Regions from separate parts of the Mus musculus genome. Here regions 2, 3 and 4 are each linked to region 1. Evidence: chromatin contacts called from public Hi-C and HiChIP or PLAC-seq data. All regions are on one chromosome and are shown on one strand. The core of a region is the stretch at or near the end of the contact, and the rest is flanking DNA. Distances in the headings are between cores, read along the strand shown. Region 1 holds the start of Ice1 (interactor of little elongation complex ELL subunit 1). Region 2 has its middle 31 kb from the start of Ndufs6. Region 3 holds the start of Irx4 (Iroquois homeobox 4). Region 4 holds the start of Fastkd3 (FAST kinase domains 3).

Region 1 (3,609 bases), core at 303-2,802:
TGTGGCCTCACCGGTCTTCTCAAGCACACCAGGAAAGCAACTACCCCAGGCCTTGAGGCATCCACTAGGATGTCGGGCTTCAAAGAAATCAACCGAACTCGCTCTCCTATAACCTTGTTCAAATACGATTTTTCCAAAGACCAGAAAATCTCAGCAGCCAAAAGCCTGGTCCTTACCCACTCTCCCCTCCTACTTTTGCCTGTTTGTTACCAATATGTTGCTTCTAATGTAACTTTCCTCTTCTCTTTGCGTACATTGTTATAAACTAGCAGGGGATCAAAAAATTTGAGTAAATAGGCTCAAAACACAAATATGGTCCATTAAAGAAGCGTTCCATTCAGAATCTTTTAAGGGAGGGGAGGGTTATAAGATGCCTACACGATGTGGCCTAGCTACAACATGGCTTGACTCTCCATCTTCTCTATGAGAGTGCCAAACCATTTCCTATTCTCCAAGCAACTAGAACATACGAATCGGCGCAGAGACATTGCACTTTACAATAAAAAGCAAACTTCCACAGATAGCTAGCTAGTCTGCATCCCTTATCTCGTCTCACCAACCCCGAGGCTGCCACAGGCTTTGCTCATCAAACATCAAGAAACCGTCCCACTTGTTAAAACCGATCTCCAGAGCTACTTTTCAACATTCACAACTCCCACTGCCTCAACACCACCTCACCAGAACCCCCTGACATCTTCCATTATTTCCTTCCCAACATCTAAAATCCTGTCGAGTCGTACTTGCGCACGTTCATCTTATCCGTGTCCAGGTGGTTTACCAGAATATGAACAGTGCTTAGAACACTGGGTAGAAAGGGGATGAACTGAACGGGAGCAAGGGCAAGTTCCGTTTTGCCACTGACAATAGGTGAATGGAACTCTAAGACAGAAAGCTGTGCGAGTCTCCAGCCCTGAGCACTGGGGACTATTTCTATTGCATCAGTAAAACCTAGAACCCATCTGCAGCGATCCATTGTTAAGAACAGGACATGACACTGTAACAAACTACCTAGACCCACGTATGTTTATTGGACAATTTTAATCAGACAACTAACATGCTACTTAACAAAAGCTAAGCTTGGCAGTATATTAATAGATACGTGTAAGCTAAAATGCAGTTCCGTTCCGGAATCTTGGAAGTCTAGCGACCTGGGCACGCAACATAAAACCCTTGCCTTCAAACAACAAATAATTAGGAGTGCGAGGAGGCCTTCATCACAGAGAGGAAGATTCCCTCCGCGCGTAGACAGCGTCACCCACCAACCAAACTGGGCCCTGCAAACCCTGAGTCGGGAAGACGAGGAGTCCTGAAGAGCACGCTCACTCTGTCCGCCGCCGGCATCGCAGCAGCTGAACCAATTCTGTCCGTGATTAAACAAAGCACCGGCACCCGCCCCCAAAACGGCGCAAAAGGGTCAGCCAGGGATCCTGCGTACCTGCTGCAGGGAGGCGCAGCCCTGACACCGCGCGAGGTCGGCTGGCCCGGGCGCCGCCGGGTGCGTCTCGCCGGGCATCATGGTGCTGCGGCCCGGCCTGCAGGGCGCGCGCTCAGGGGCCCGCTGCCTCGGCCCTGCTCCGCCGCCCCAGCCACCGCCAGCCTGGCCGCTTCCCGCCGGGCGCGGGCAGGTCCATGCGTGCGCCAAGGTCCCCGTGGAGCCGGCCTAGGGCTCAGACCAGCGAAGCAGCCCAGGGCACTTGAGAGCGGCGCAGCCCCGAGGGCCCAAAGCGACGACAGCACACGAGGTCCCCGCCCCACCCAGCCCCGCCCCCCGTCGGGGCTGCCCGCAGATCCGCCTGATCAAAAAGCCAGAACGAAGCGTGGTCGTACAAAAAGCAAAGCCTTAGGACACATCTTGGAAGAGATGAACAAGAGCCAGGGCCTGCCTTCACGAACTGTCTGTGCATCTGTCAGCTGCCTCATTACAGGCCCTGTGTAGACGCCTAAATCCCTTCAGCCTCCAAGGGGCGGGGGTTTTGCGATGTCATTGGCATGCCGACCACCGAAGGAGGACCCGAGCCTGGGTTTGGAAAGTGCGAACGCTTCTTGCAGAGCTACTGCACTATTCTCCCAGTAGACAGGCAGGGAGCGGAAGAAAAACTACAATTCCCGGAGTGCCTCGCAGCGGCAGGGTGAGCACCGCCTGGAGGCCAACCTCTAGGGCTCCATGCTCTGCTACTAACGTGTGGGGTGTGTCTGCACGCAGCCAACCAGACAAACCCCTTCGAGCCGGTTTCCCAGTCATCTTCACCCTTAGGCTGGAGAGGTGGAAAGAAGAAATCCTCATTCAGCTTTAAAAGCCACTTGAAATCAGGGCTTGAACTCTCGCTGACATCCTAGCATTGTATCCACTCTCCTCAGAAACTTTGTTGCCATCAGTATCTGTCTACTAGGAAGTTTCTGGCGGCTCCTCATCTTCTGGTTACAAAGTCCCAATCTCAACAACAGTGTTGCATTTATTAGTGAGGGTTCTCTAGAGTCACAGAACTTATGGGTAGACTCTATATAGTAAGGGAATTTATTGATGACTTATACTCTGTAGTCCAACTCGCCAACAATGGTCAGCAGCAGCTGTGAATGGAAGTCCAACGATCTAGCAGTTGCTCAGTTCCACAGGGCAAGCAGGCAAAGAAGAGAGAGCCTATCTTTCTTCATCTAATGTCCTTATGTAGGTCTCTAGCAGAAGATACGGCCCAAATTAAAGGTGTGTGTCACCATGCCTGGATCTGGGACTTGCTTTGTCCCAGATGACCTTGAACTCAGAGAGCTTCCAATCTTAATCTCTTGGGATTCATAGCCAGTATATGCCTCAAGATCTCCACGATAGGGGCTGGTCAGATGGCTCAGCGGGTAAGAGCACCTGACTGCTCTTCCGAAGGTCCAGAGTTCAAATCCCAGCAACCACATGGTGGCTCACAACCATCCGTAACAAGATCTGACTCCCTCTTCTGGTGTGTCTGAAGACAGCTACAGTGTACTTACATATAATAATAAATAAATCTTAAAAAAAAAATCTCCACGATAAGATCCAGGTCAGAAACTTGTATCTCCCAGCCACCAGATTAGGATCACAGGTGAGCCTTCCAATTCTGGATTGTAGTTCATTCCAGATATAGTCAAGTTGACAACCAGGAATAGCCACTATAATTTATTAAGAGGGCATCCAGACCCTGCACATCTGTCCTAAGCCTCGGGATGGAAAATGCAACTCAAAACCCTCACACCCTGTTCTGTCTTCAAGCTATCTTCTTTGACGTTGAAAGACCATATAGATACCCAGAAATAGCTGAATGCCTTGTCATTGCTATTTGCACCCAAGCAAGACAGGCCCATAACCTGACAGTCTGTGTAGAAGGTCCAGGTTTCCTCAGAGGCTGGCGAACAGAATGTGTAAGGTTACAAGAAGAACATGGGTTTTGGTTGGGTCAGAGTCAATCCCCAACTAACAAGCTAGGTCTGGCCACCCAACCTCAACAGGCCAATTAAAGGGCATACTTTATAGTTAAAAGCAGAAAAAGATATCTCCAAAGTGGTCACATTAGGAAGAAGAAAGATCCAGTAATTAAAAAAAAAAAGATTTCCCCAACCTCAGCCCTGATCCAAAGCCCATCT
Region 2 (3,609 bases), core at 362-2,861, 2.7 Mb after region 1:
GTATACAATAGATACTTGGTGAATATGGAAAGCAGAAGGTGCCAGGTCATGAAAGACACCATGAGAGTCTCAATAACTTAGCTAAAGTGAGTGGAGCCACCCTCTATCTGGGAAATCTCTGACCGCTGTATTTGTCTTTTCAAGGGATACTGAGATAGGAAATGTACACATTCCTGTTAAATGTTCATTTTCCATGCTCCTGGTATGTGATCAGAACTGAGCACAGGATCATAATCCAGGAAGATCTTCTTAGCAGCACCAACTGCTGGAAGGCATGCAGTCTTCAGGTGGAGCCTCCCAGGGGATGGTAGGAGATGGCACAAGGTGCTGGGACACCCGCACATCAGTACCTGCGGCCACAATGTCATGCTAATTAATCATGCATTTCATGTCTCTGGCTAGGATTCTGTCTTCACATACCACCTAGAGTGCGCTTTGGATGTCCCTGGAAGAAACAGGCTATGATCTTCATGTTCCTGGGTGCACACCGACACAAGTGTGAACACGTCACTTCTGCTGACAACAGCATTGCCCCCATAGGTGATGCTTACACCAGGGCACCTTCCTAAACTATACAGAGAAGTGTGGAAGACAGACATCTGGGATGACACATGCCAGAGTGCTAGAATGTTCCAAGAGCTCACAATATCTCCATTTGACTCTCTAGAGTTTTTTTTTTCTTCCACTGAGAAATCATTTTAAGAACAAGGACTCTCAGAGAAGAGGAACACATCTCAAATATCACTTAAAGAGAACACAGCACCAAATGCTATGGGTCATCTCTAGCCCAAAGAGAAAATAAATAAATAAAGCCTTTTAGGTCAGAGTCCATAAATCGCTGCCTCCCATAGCGAGCTTCATCAGGTAGACACAGGGTTTTCCTAGCTCTGTGTCCATGTCTTGAACCCCTTTCCTGTCATGAAAACAGAGCCTCATAAATCTACGAATTTACACAGTGGTTTCCACACTATGACAGGAGTCAATTCAATTGCAGTTTTGACTGCAGATAACAACATTTCTTAGTTCACTAGAATTTGATTGGTTTTTTATTGTTGTTGTTGTTTCTGAGTTAAGATTGTAGAATGATTTGAAGATTTGTGTTGATTAAAAGTCCTTGTCTCCTTCAGTTTGGAGACCAATGTATGTTCTTTATTATTTTGGTACGTTTTAAAACTAAAGTGGGGGAGGGGAGTGGGGGGAGGGTATGGGGGGACTTTTGGGATAACATTGGAAATGTAAATGAAGAAAATACCTAATAAAAAATCTAAAGTGGGATTTTTCAGTTCAAGAAAAGCATCTTTAGTTTGAATACATAGCTCACTGATACAGAGCTCTTGTGTGTAAAACCCTACATTCTATTCCCAGCACCAAAAGTATATCTTTAAAAGATTATCCAAGCCAGACATGACAATGCTCACTCGCGTACAGGATTTTTCCACTCTGGTCTATATACCAAGTTCAGGTTAGCCAGGACTACTTAGTAAGACTCTCAAAAGACAAAAATTAATGTTTTAAACATTATAATTCACACCCTTACAAACTGAATACTGCTTCTCACTTTGGTGAAATGCATGTGAATAGATACACGTTTTTGGTGGTACATGTGTGGACACACACATTGCAAAATACTGGCAGACATCTCTGTGGTGACATGAGGCCCCTTACAACTCTACCAGCACTGTCAAGTCTTTTCGTCATGAAGCAAGTGGTAGTCAAGACTAACCTTAATGGATTCCAAGAGAGTATCCAACTCATTATTGTAATGGCTTTGCCGCTATGTAGGGCATTGTCTTCTCCAGCCACTGACTACACTCCCAGAAGGAGCCCCAGCATATAGACATTCCCAAACACAAGGAGACCCAGGGCTGGAGAGATGACTCAGCCGTTAAAGGCTAGGCTTACAACACATGGAAGCCCATCTGAAGCAGGACTTCCTGTAAGACACACCAGGCTCTGGACATTTGTGAATGACATGTGTGTCATGTGGACAGCCAACCACAGGGAGATTTACTTATTTGCTTACTTATTTATTTAGATTTTTTTTCTAGACAGGGTTTCTCTGTGTAGCCCTGGCTGTCCTGGAACTCACTTTGTAGACCAGGCTTGGCCTTGAACTCAGAAATCTGCCTGCCTCTGCCTCTCAAGTGCTGGGATTAAAGGCGTGTGCCACCACTGTCCTGCCCACAGAGACTTTTAAAGCAACCATTTCTAGAGAAGGCTGGTTTTCCAATTTTCCTCCACCACTGAAGGCTACATTGTGTTTCCGGAGCTTGATGTGAATAAATGGGGATCACTGTAAAGTCTTTTATGTGTCCAGTTCATCAGTCCATGGGGATTCAAATTTTCTATTCTTAAAACACAGAAATCACTCCCTCCCTCCACACGTTCTTGATTCTTCTAGAAGACAGAGAGGCATAGACTTAATCAAACCCAAGACCAACCTATGATTGCACAAGTGCCCTGCAGCACACAATGCCATGGTTTCAGTGAATCAAGCAACTCACTTTCTTCTTTTCCATACAGGTGAGAGGCTGCTCTTCCTGGGGCTGCCAGATGTCTTTGTAGGCCACATTCAGTCAATCACCCTTGCCTTCTCCTGAAGTCTAAATGGCCATGCTACCCACTGGCTGTCAATCAGGAGGTGGGACAGGCCCTGCATAACAGCCACCAAACTGCTGTAAGAATAGACTAACAGTCATTCACATATGTCCAGAGCCTGGTGTGTCTGGGTGTCTGCACTGACGCGCTGACAGGACAGGACAGGGCCCCAGTCCTGACTGTCTTTTCATGGCCTTGCCTCTGACCACTCAGGATGCCGGATGGAAACTCCCAGCCAATGACTCTTCTATCTCTGAGGGTGACAACACTCCCCTCTCAGCCTCTCCAAAGGTCGAGCCTGATAACCAGGGACCCCAGGAGGCTTATCTGCATCCTTCCTCCCCCACTGTTCCTGAAAAGGGACAGATGTAGAGGGGCCTCTGAAGAGAGTAGATAGGTAGGTGAAGACAGGTTCAGAGAACCCTGCAACAGGACTCAGTCCACAAGTCCACAGAGTCCTCACTTCCAGAATGGCAAGGCCCCGCATTCTGTGCAAACAGAGCCACTTGCTTCATGGCTACACATCTATATCAACTATACACCAAGCAGCTGACAGAGCACAGGACAGTGTTTTTCCAGGAAATGACAGGAAAACTGTCCCCACGGTGAAAAAGGACACTGAAGGGTGATACTTCCCAACCTGTAGCTTTCTTCCCTTCTGGCCTCCAGGGACATGTGCCCCCTACACACACACACACACACACACACACACACACACACACACACACACACACACACCGCAGCCTATAGAGGGCCACTAGGTATACATGGAACATGGATACCCATCAAGTTTCCTGGCCCTCTGCGTGGTAACCACGTAGCACTGCCTTTCCTAATTTGGAGACAACTGAGTGACAGCATAGTAGACATCTGGACCTTGTGTGTGCCAGTCCTGGTAGCGAATCCCTTGGCAGCCCGCCTGACTTCAGCCTCTTTGTGTGATCTTTTCTGCAATGAAATGGGTAGGCCTGTATGTGGCCACTGGGGAGCAGTGTGCCCAAGCTACCCAGT
Region 3 (3,609 bases), core at 328-2,827, 2.6 Mb after region 1:
GAGCCCCAAAACAAGGGGGAAACCAGAAATGCCTGCTCCTTCCCTGGGAGCAGGCATGCCCCTATTCTCTACTTCCTTCTAGTTGGAATTAGACAAGTCTTCCCACCTTCCAAATGGATGCCTCCATCCTTCCTTAAATAAATAAAAACCCCTCCCCCATTTGCCTCCCAGGCTTGAAACAGAAGGGACAAGACCCAGAATCCAGGTCCCCTCTCCTAGCTTATTGGGGGCTATACCGGTGGCCTAGCAGGTTTCCAAAGCAGCCAGAGATTAAAGTAGTATCCGACCTACAGCAGCCCCTGGAACTCCAACTCAGCCTGGCTGGGCACTGCTGGATGGGTGAGGTCTGCAGCCACAGATCAGCTACAGGCTGCTGGGGAAGCAAGCAATTTGGAATTACCCCTCCAGCAGCTGCAAAGAGCTCCGAAGGGGTGGGGGGGGAGCAAAGGGGGAAAAATCAGAGATAACTTTCTCCGAGGTTATCTAACCCAACAAATCTCAAAGGTCATTGAACTGCTGTGGGTGAAGAGAAGTAAGTTGGGTCTTTGAAGTGAAAACTATGCAGGAGGAAGGGGTGTCCTGCAGAAGCCCTGGGGCTCTACAGGCCACAGCCCCTTCCTGCTCTAACTGGACAGGTGGTGCTCACACCGGGCCTCTCTCCTATACTGAGACCTTTGTAGGGCAGCAAGTCCACAAAAGGAGTCTTCAAGGGAGCGAAAGGCAAAGGCTCTGATACTGAACAGGAGGTGAGAGGGGTTCTGAGCCTGGACCTACCACTCCTGTCTTGGGCTCCAGCCTCAGGCTAAAGAAACCAGTGAACATCTGTCCTCTTTTGTGTTCCAGGTCAGAGGCCCAGCTGGATCCTGATAGTCCTGAGTAAGCTCCCGCCCAGAAAGGTCACAGATCTACTGGGATCCTCAGCAGTTTCTGTCAAATTGGACTACGGATTCCTCTTGCTCAAGTCTGTGAGGAAGACTTGCTGCCCAAACAGCCAAGAGCCAGGTTGGTTGGGACTATTGTGACCACAAGAAGGGAACCAGAACTGCTGCATTACAGTGGGTGGTGTGTGTGGAAAGTCGGGAAAAGTGACGGGGGGGGGGGTGCTTGAAAGCCCATTTTACTCCCAAGGATAGCATTGTGAGGGCAGAGTAGGTAGGGTCTGCGAAGAGGAATCTCTGTCCTAAGAGTTGAGGAGGCACATTTCCCAAGCAGACAGCATGGGTAAGGAAAGGAAACCATTTAGAGACCGGTCCGCGTGCCCAAGGCCTCTGGATCCACAGGGCAGGCCAAGCATTTGATCAAACCAGGGACCAATGTCCTCTGCTGTCCTGGTAGGGTTGGGCTGTCCTCTTAGGGCCCAGGCATTCTCGCCAAACCATTCTGAGGAGGCCAAGCCTGAACCCTCACCCTCAGGAACCCCTCATGCCAGCCCCTACACCCGCGCACCCGGTGCGCGGCCAGGGCGGAGGGGAAAGTTGGCAAGCGTTGGGCGCCCGCGGGGGGAAAGCGTTAATGGGCGGCCGGGTGGGAGCAACTCGCTCGCTCGCCCACGTCACGCCGGTGCGGGCTCGGCTGACGACCGCGGCGCCTGGGGACGCCGGCGCGCTCTGCTCTCCAGGTGCTCCGCCTGGAAATGTCTCCATTAGTTGTCGCTTGCTCCCCGCCGGAGCGCGCGCGCCCAGCGGCCGCGCAGAGCCCTAGCGGGCAGCCAGGAGTGGCCCGGCGCCACTGCAGGTAGGCAAGGTCCCCACGCCCGCCCCCTCCCGGGGTTCCGAGACCCCTCCCCCCCTTTCGAGGAGGCGGAGGAGGCAGAGGCTCCGCGCGGCCGCCGAGGGGCGCGGGCGGCGGAGGCGGCGGCGGCAGCGGCGGCGGTGACTCCCCGGTGCGTCCCGGGCTGCGCGCTGCTCCCGGAGGCCCTGGCGCCTAAGCGGCGCGGGCCGGCTCTTTCCTGGCGCAGGTAAGAAATTGTTTCTGCTGCTCAAACTTTGCGAGGATCGCTCTTGCGCCGGAGGGGACAAAGTTTGCTTCTAGCGGATAGAGGCTTTGGAGGTCGCTGCATTTGATGCAAGTTTTTGGTAAGCGGATGGGAAGGACCCGGCATCCGGGTACGGGATGCTCGGGTCCCCGCGGACCGTGTTGGCTTGCGAGGGATAGAACAGCTTGTGCTGTTGGACCCCCTGAGTGCGCTCCTTCCTTCCTTTGGCGGCGCCGAACGAACGAACGTTCCGTGGGGGTGCAGTAGGAGAGCTGAGGAAGAGAGGGCCAGAAAGGAGGGCATTGGGGGAAGCAAACGGGAATTTCAACGCGTGTCCCAGCAGCTCACCCCACTGGCTGAGGAAAGGGAGCAGTGGTTGACTGCTAAAGAATGATCTGAGGCAAGGGGAGGGTGCCCGCACCACGCAGCATCTCTGGCACCTAGGGCGTCTTTCTGAGCCTACACCAGTTGAGTGTCCAAAGTGGACCCAGGCATCCCAAGCTCCGGCCTAGCCTCAGACAAAAAGGCTCTTTCTTGGTGCCTGGCTTCTGTTTTGGCCTTGTGTTGTACTCAACTTCTCTCTGGGATAGAATAAGCTCCCACGGAGCTCTTGGTGTAGCTAAAAAGTGCTCCGAGGATCACTCTGGAGAGCCGGGACTTAGGTGGTGGCAGGAATATCAAGGCCAGATCCGCCTTCCTACAAGCTCTCACCAGTTCTGTGGCCATTATCAACCCTAGACTCCCAATTCTTGGGGCTAACTGCTCCCTGCTCCACCCCTTTGGTATCTGATCAGGCCTTCGGTCTCTGATCTCTTGAAGCCCTCTCCAAAGGTGATCAGTTGCCCACACTGCAGGAAGCCAAGTGGTCTGGCTACTGCTAAATGGTGGTTTATATTTAGGGGCCCTAAGAGTTTCTAGTCACAGCATGAAGCATCTATGCAAGATTGTTTTAGCTGAAGGTCCCTGAGATTCTGGGACTCCTGTCTGTTCTTAGAGAGCCCTGTGCCTCTACTCAAGGCTTGGTCTTTGAAGAAGGCACCCTTATATCTGCAGCAAGGATGGCCTGAAGAATATCTCATTTGGTAAGAGAGCTTCAGCCAGGTAGCAGTTTGTCAGCAAGATGTCGAGGTGGGTGCTGGCCAGTAGCAGGACTGGCCAGTAGGGACTGAGTGAAGACAGAATAGTTCAGTGGAGTCCTGACTAGCCCCTGCATGGGGTAGATGAGGTGTGGAATGTGAGTCTGCATCTTCGGGGACACAGTGGAGTCCAGTGCTCCTGGCTCCTAGGCCCAGGCCCAGGGACAGGGTAACTAGGGATAACAACAACATCTGGAGCCTGGAAGCTCTGACTGGAAGGCAGACCAGAATGCTGCTGCATTGAGGACCCAAGGAACACCCTGAGACTCCTTCCCCAGAGAGGGACTCCAGCTACCATACAGGAGTCCACTAAGGAGAAAAGTGGAAATCCTCAGGATTAACATTCCAAACCCAACCCCAGGAGTCCAGGGGAAGAAAACTGAGAATGTTCATTCTGGGTGCACTGCTTGCTGCCAGCTGAGTGCCACACACAGGCCTGGTCTTCCTTCTCCTTCCCAACCAGTCTGTGCTTACCACAGAGTCCCCAAAGCCTGGGCC
Region 4 (3,609 bases), core at 494-2,993, 2.1 Mb before region 1:
GCAAACCCCCTGCAACAAAAAATGGGTATACTGCCTCATTCCACAACAAAGTACAGGAAAATGCACAGGAATAGCTGCTCTTACCTTTTCTGACTCACTGATACAGTGAAGATCTGCGGAAAACCCGTGTGACACAGCCTGCTCACTTATTTCTTCTGCTATGGCCTTTGCCTGTCCTCGCTGTGTAGCATAAAGTAACAAAAACCTTCTCATCACCTCAGGTCATCAGCTGCAACTCTAACAGTGAGACTAAAAACCACAAAAGGAAGAAAGGGGTACACTGTTTAATGAAGCAGGTAGCCCGCAGGACACCCAAACATAATTTCAAACAGCCTTCTCTAAACTTGTTCCTTAGCACTGATTTTAAACGAATCGCAGTATGAGAGAATTAAGACAGGAGGTATACAAAAGTGACGTTTTTGAATTGTCCCTGATGGCGTGAAACCCACTCTTGATTTCTAGCTACTGTTGGGTCTTGCAAGTGTCTGTCATTCATTAGTGCCTAACTATAGGAGTGATCTGCCTTTCTGCCCATTTGTACTCTGAATTAGGATCATAAGCCTGAATGGTGAAGGGGCTAAGCCATGCTCAAACACAGTGTCGCTTACAAAGGCTATTGTTTCTGCCGTTTAAAAACAAAGCAAAAAAAAAACAAAAAACAAAAACAAAAAACAAAAACAAACTGTAACTCAGCAGTTAAGAGACCACTGACTGCTCTTCCCAAGGTTCTGAGTTCAAATCCCAGCAATCACATGGTAGCTCACAACCATCCCTAATGAGATCTGACGCCCTCTTCTGGTGCCTCTGAAGACAGCTACAGTGTACTTACATATAATAATAAATAAACCTTTAGGCTGGAGCGAGCAGGATCCTCCGGAGCAAGTAAAGGTTCTGAATTCAAAGTCCCAGAAACGACATGATGGTTCACAACCATCAGTACAGCCACAGTATACTCATATATATAAAATAAATAAGTAATCTTTAAAAAACCAAAACTGTAACTGTACAATGTTCACGTGAAACTGGGGAGTTCGTGTTTCCTGCTAGATCCTAATCAAAGCACTGGTCGTCATCAAAGATGGCATCATTGCATCTATCAGTAGTCAGCGTACATGGACTTTACACAGAGACGGTATTTCTAATTCATGCCTTACCCCGGAGATAACCAAGAGAAAAAGAAGATAAAGGGCTCTGGGATTCCACACTCCGCCATTCTATCCAGTGGCTAACGCTGAGTGGTAGCCGGCCTATATAAAATTATCTTTTCCTGAGTGAATCAACTCTAGTTAGTTTCTAAGCACTTGTGGCTTATCCGCTGGGGAGCTAGGACACAAACCCTTCAAAGGTTCATCGGGAAGCACTGCCACAGACTCGACAGGACCAATGGGTGACACGTGCGAGCTCACGAGGTTTTGGGAAAGGTGGCGGAGCCGACTCCTCCCAAGTGCTCCCCGTGAACCCCACCGCGGTCCGCCTCCCAAGTGCTCCCCGTGAACCCCACCGCGGTCCGGAAAACTCAGCGGCTCATCCCCACTGCGCAGGCGCGAGTCCCGGCTCCCCCACCGCTTCCGTCGCTCCCGCCGTCCCCCGCCGAATACCTCCAGGCGCGAATTCCCGCGCGGAACCCCGTTCTCCTCCGACAGGCACAGTCCGGGAGCACTGCGCACGCGCGCGGCACAGCACGCATGCTCCGCACGACCGCCAACAGACATGCGGGCGGACCTGGGCCAATCGCTGATCGCCGGATGTGGGTGGGTGGGTGGCCTTAGTGCCGCGCACGCGCCGGAATGTTCTCCAGGTAAGGGGCAGCGTCCGTGTACGGACGCTCCCAGGGCTCGGAAGCTCCGTGTCTGTCCTGTCCCGGGTGCGGCTTGGAGCCGCTCGGTAAGTGTCTCGGGATTAGGACCCCCGGGCTTCCCCACTCGTGCTCCGTGGGCTCCGGTCCGGTCGCGCGGCGCCTGCCTCCGCCGTTGCCCTGCTCCGCTTGCTTTTCTGTGATTGTGCGTGAGCCCCAGCCCAGCTTCTCAGCGCGAATTACCATGCTTTGCCCGGCTCATACCCGGAGTTTGAATCTTGTCGGCTGCTCCTCCTCTCTCGCAATTATCAACATTGACGTTCCCTTTCCCCATCACGTGAGTGTCGAGATTTGGAGGTAGAATCTGAATTCCAGCTCTTCCTCTTCGCGCCCAGCTTCACTGTACACAGAGGTGGTTTCCTTGGGCTGCAGGGTCCTTAGCGGGAAAAGCGTCAACCAGACGAACTGAATTACAGTAACCTAGCCCATAGGCAGGACTTAAAGTAAGGGCTGGGCAGCGATCGCAGTTAGGGTTAGGAGCCAGCATCTCGCCCAGACACAGTGAAGCCACAGGAAGTCAGCCCTATGATGCTTCAGTCTACCCGACAACACTAAGGTGTTCAAGGGCCACTGAAAAGAAATTTCAGAATGAGCCAGAGCGCAGCAAGGTCAATGAGTTCTGATTACTCAAAAAATAGCCTTTTTTGAAAACTGAAGAGACGCGTAAGCCTGAAAGCCTGAGTAGTAACTTATGTATAGGATTATGGGGTTTGGGGGGCTATTTAATCAGCAGCCAACTTTAAACATATTAAAGGAGACATGCCTTGGTGCACACCCTTCACTTTGTCCATAGAACATGGCCTTTGAAGAGGAATTACGTTGTGGTAAAACATTAATCTGAGATCCTTACATACACATAGGACTCAAGGAGTTTAGATATAAGGCATAGTTCATTTAAAAAAAAAAACCTAGTGACACTGCCTAGAAAGGGGTGTGCATGTCTTCTACCGGTGCCTTGTCTAGTTATGGTGCAACTGTTGGGTGTCAGCCAATTGGGTGTGGCAATCAGGACCAGGAGAGTGGGGACCCCCTTCCCAGGCTTTCTCTTGTTTCCTGGCTCGGTGGGAAAAGTAAACCTTGGTTTTTAAAATATTTTTGCAAGGTTCTTTTTTTTTTTTAATCTTTGTCATGGGATACTCATTCTTAGTTTCGTAGCGTTGGTGTTGTCTTTCTCAGCATTTGACCATGGTTTTTGTTTTTGTTTTTCTTATGCTAAGTCACATGTTGTGAATTCTATGGCATGGCGTTCATCACCCTGCGGAGGGCCTTTTGTCATAAGTCCATTCTTTGGATACCTGGAGCTGTGGTTGCTCTGAAAATTCACCCTGCCAGTCATGCCCCAAAGGCAGTCACAGATCGCCTGAGTGTGTGCTTCTGCTCCCTACAACCTGAGCTGTTCAGGGTCAGATTCCATCACGCATACTGTAAAAACTTCCACTCAGAAAAGGGAAATGACTTTCATCCCGTGGGCGAGCCATGGTCCTCCCAGGCGCAGGAATGGAACCAGCCAGGACAGAGTCTTCAAAACGAGGATGAAGAGATGCTTTTCAGGAGACTAAGCTACTTCACTTCCTTTGAGGAAGTGCTGAGTTTCATAAGTGCCCTGGACACCCTGCCTGTCCCTCTGGCAATGGCAGCTCTACTCAGGATCTGTGAGATAGGGAGGAGGGATGGTGAGCAAAGGCTGCCAGAAGGAGTGCTGGAGAACCGTGCCTTCCAGGCTCTTTGCCTCCGGTGTGAGCGAGACCCCTCAC

Evidence for each region. Hi-C and Micro-C count contacts between places; a contact is called where the count stands out from the background. HiChIP or PLAC-seq counts read pairs in DNA pulled down with a chosen protein or histone mark.
Region 2: a contact with region 1 is called in an H3K27ac HiChIP or PLAC-seq map of acute myeloid leukemia, with 12 times the contacts expected there. The contact joins the enhancer-like site here to the promoter of Ice1 in region 1. A contact is called at or near these places in 3 of 39 promoter capture datasets (liver and pre-B cells), 3 of 484 Hi-C or Micro-C datasets (CD8 T cells and the G1E-ER4 cell line) and 2 of 115 datasets of contacts at active chromatin or transcription factors (acute myeloid leukemia and large pre-B cells).
Region 3: a contact with region 1 is called in an H3K27ac HiChIP or PLAC-seq map of acute myeloid leukemia, with 12 times the contacts expected there. The contact joins the promoter of Irx4 here to the promoter of Ice1 in region 1. A contact is called at or near these places in 4 of 115 datasets of contacts at active chromatin or transcription factors (acute myeloid leukemia, embryonic forebrain, embryonic stem cells and 1 more).
Region 4: a Hi-C map of CD8 T cells shows a contact between it and region 1, with 4 times the contacts expected there. The contact joins the promoter of Fastkd3 here to the promoter of Ice1 in region 1. A contact is called at or near these places in 2 of 39 promoter capture datasets (liver and pre-B cells), 13 of 484 Hi-C or Micro-C datasets (CD4 T cells, CD8 T cells, Th1 cells and 9 more), 4 of 115 datasets of contacts at active chromatin or transcription factors (astrocytes, bone marrow-derived dendritic cells, double positive thymocytes and 1 more) and 2 of 9 other capture datasets (adipose tissue and liver).

The regions. Positions count from the first base shown.
Region 1 is chr13:70,636,082-70,639,690 of GRCm38.p6, forward strand. It overlaps Ice1 (interactor of little elongation complex ELL subunit 1), which reads right to left and starts at 1,553. Exons shown (of 19, transcript NM_144837.3): 1 at 1,436-1,553. The coding sequence starts at 1,516.
Region 2 is chr13:73,296,055-73,299,663 of GRCm38.p6, forward strand. No RefSeq gene overlaps it. Among named protein-coding and RNA genes, the nearest start is that of Ndufs6, 31 kb to the right of the region's middle. RefSeq lists an enhancer at 2,220-3,609. Within about 2 kb of position 1,612, at least 4 of the 459 cell types and tissues checked have an H3K27ac peak or open chromatin away from gene starts, as enhancers often do. A contact at or near this core is called in acute myeloid leukemia, where this site is marked.
Region 3 is chr13:73,258,920-73,262,528 of GRCm38.p6, forward strand. It overlaps Irx4 (Iroquois homeobox 4), which reads left to right and starts at 1,578. Exons shown (of 6, transcript NM_018885.2): 1 at 1,578-1,957.
Region 4 is chr13:68,580,467-68,584,075 of GRCm38.p6, forward strand. It overlaps Fastkd3 (FAST kinase domains 3), which reads left to right and starts at 1,744. Exons shown (of 7, transcript NM_027123.5): 1 at 1,744-1,884; 2 at 3,073-3,609. The coding sequence starts at 3,096. It overlaps Mtrr (5-methyltetrahydrofolate-homocysteine methyltransferase reductase), which reads right to left and starts at 1,703. Exons shown (of 15, transcript NM_172480.3): 1 at 1,599-1,703; 2 at 85-249. The coding sequence starts at 213.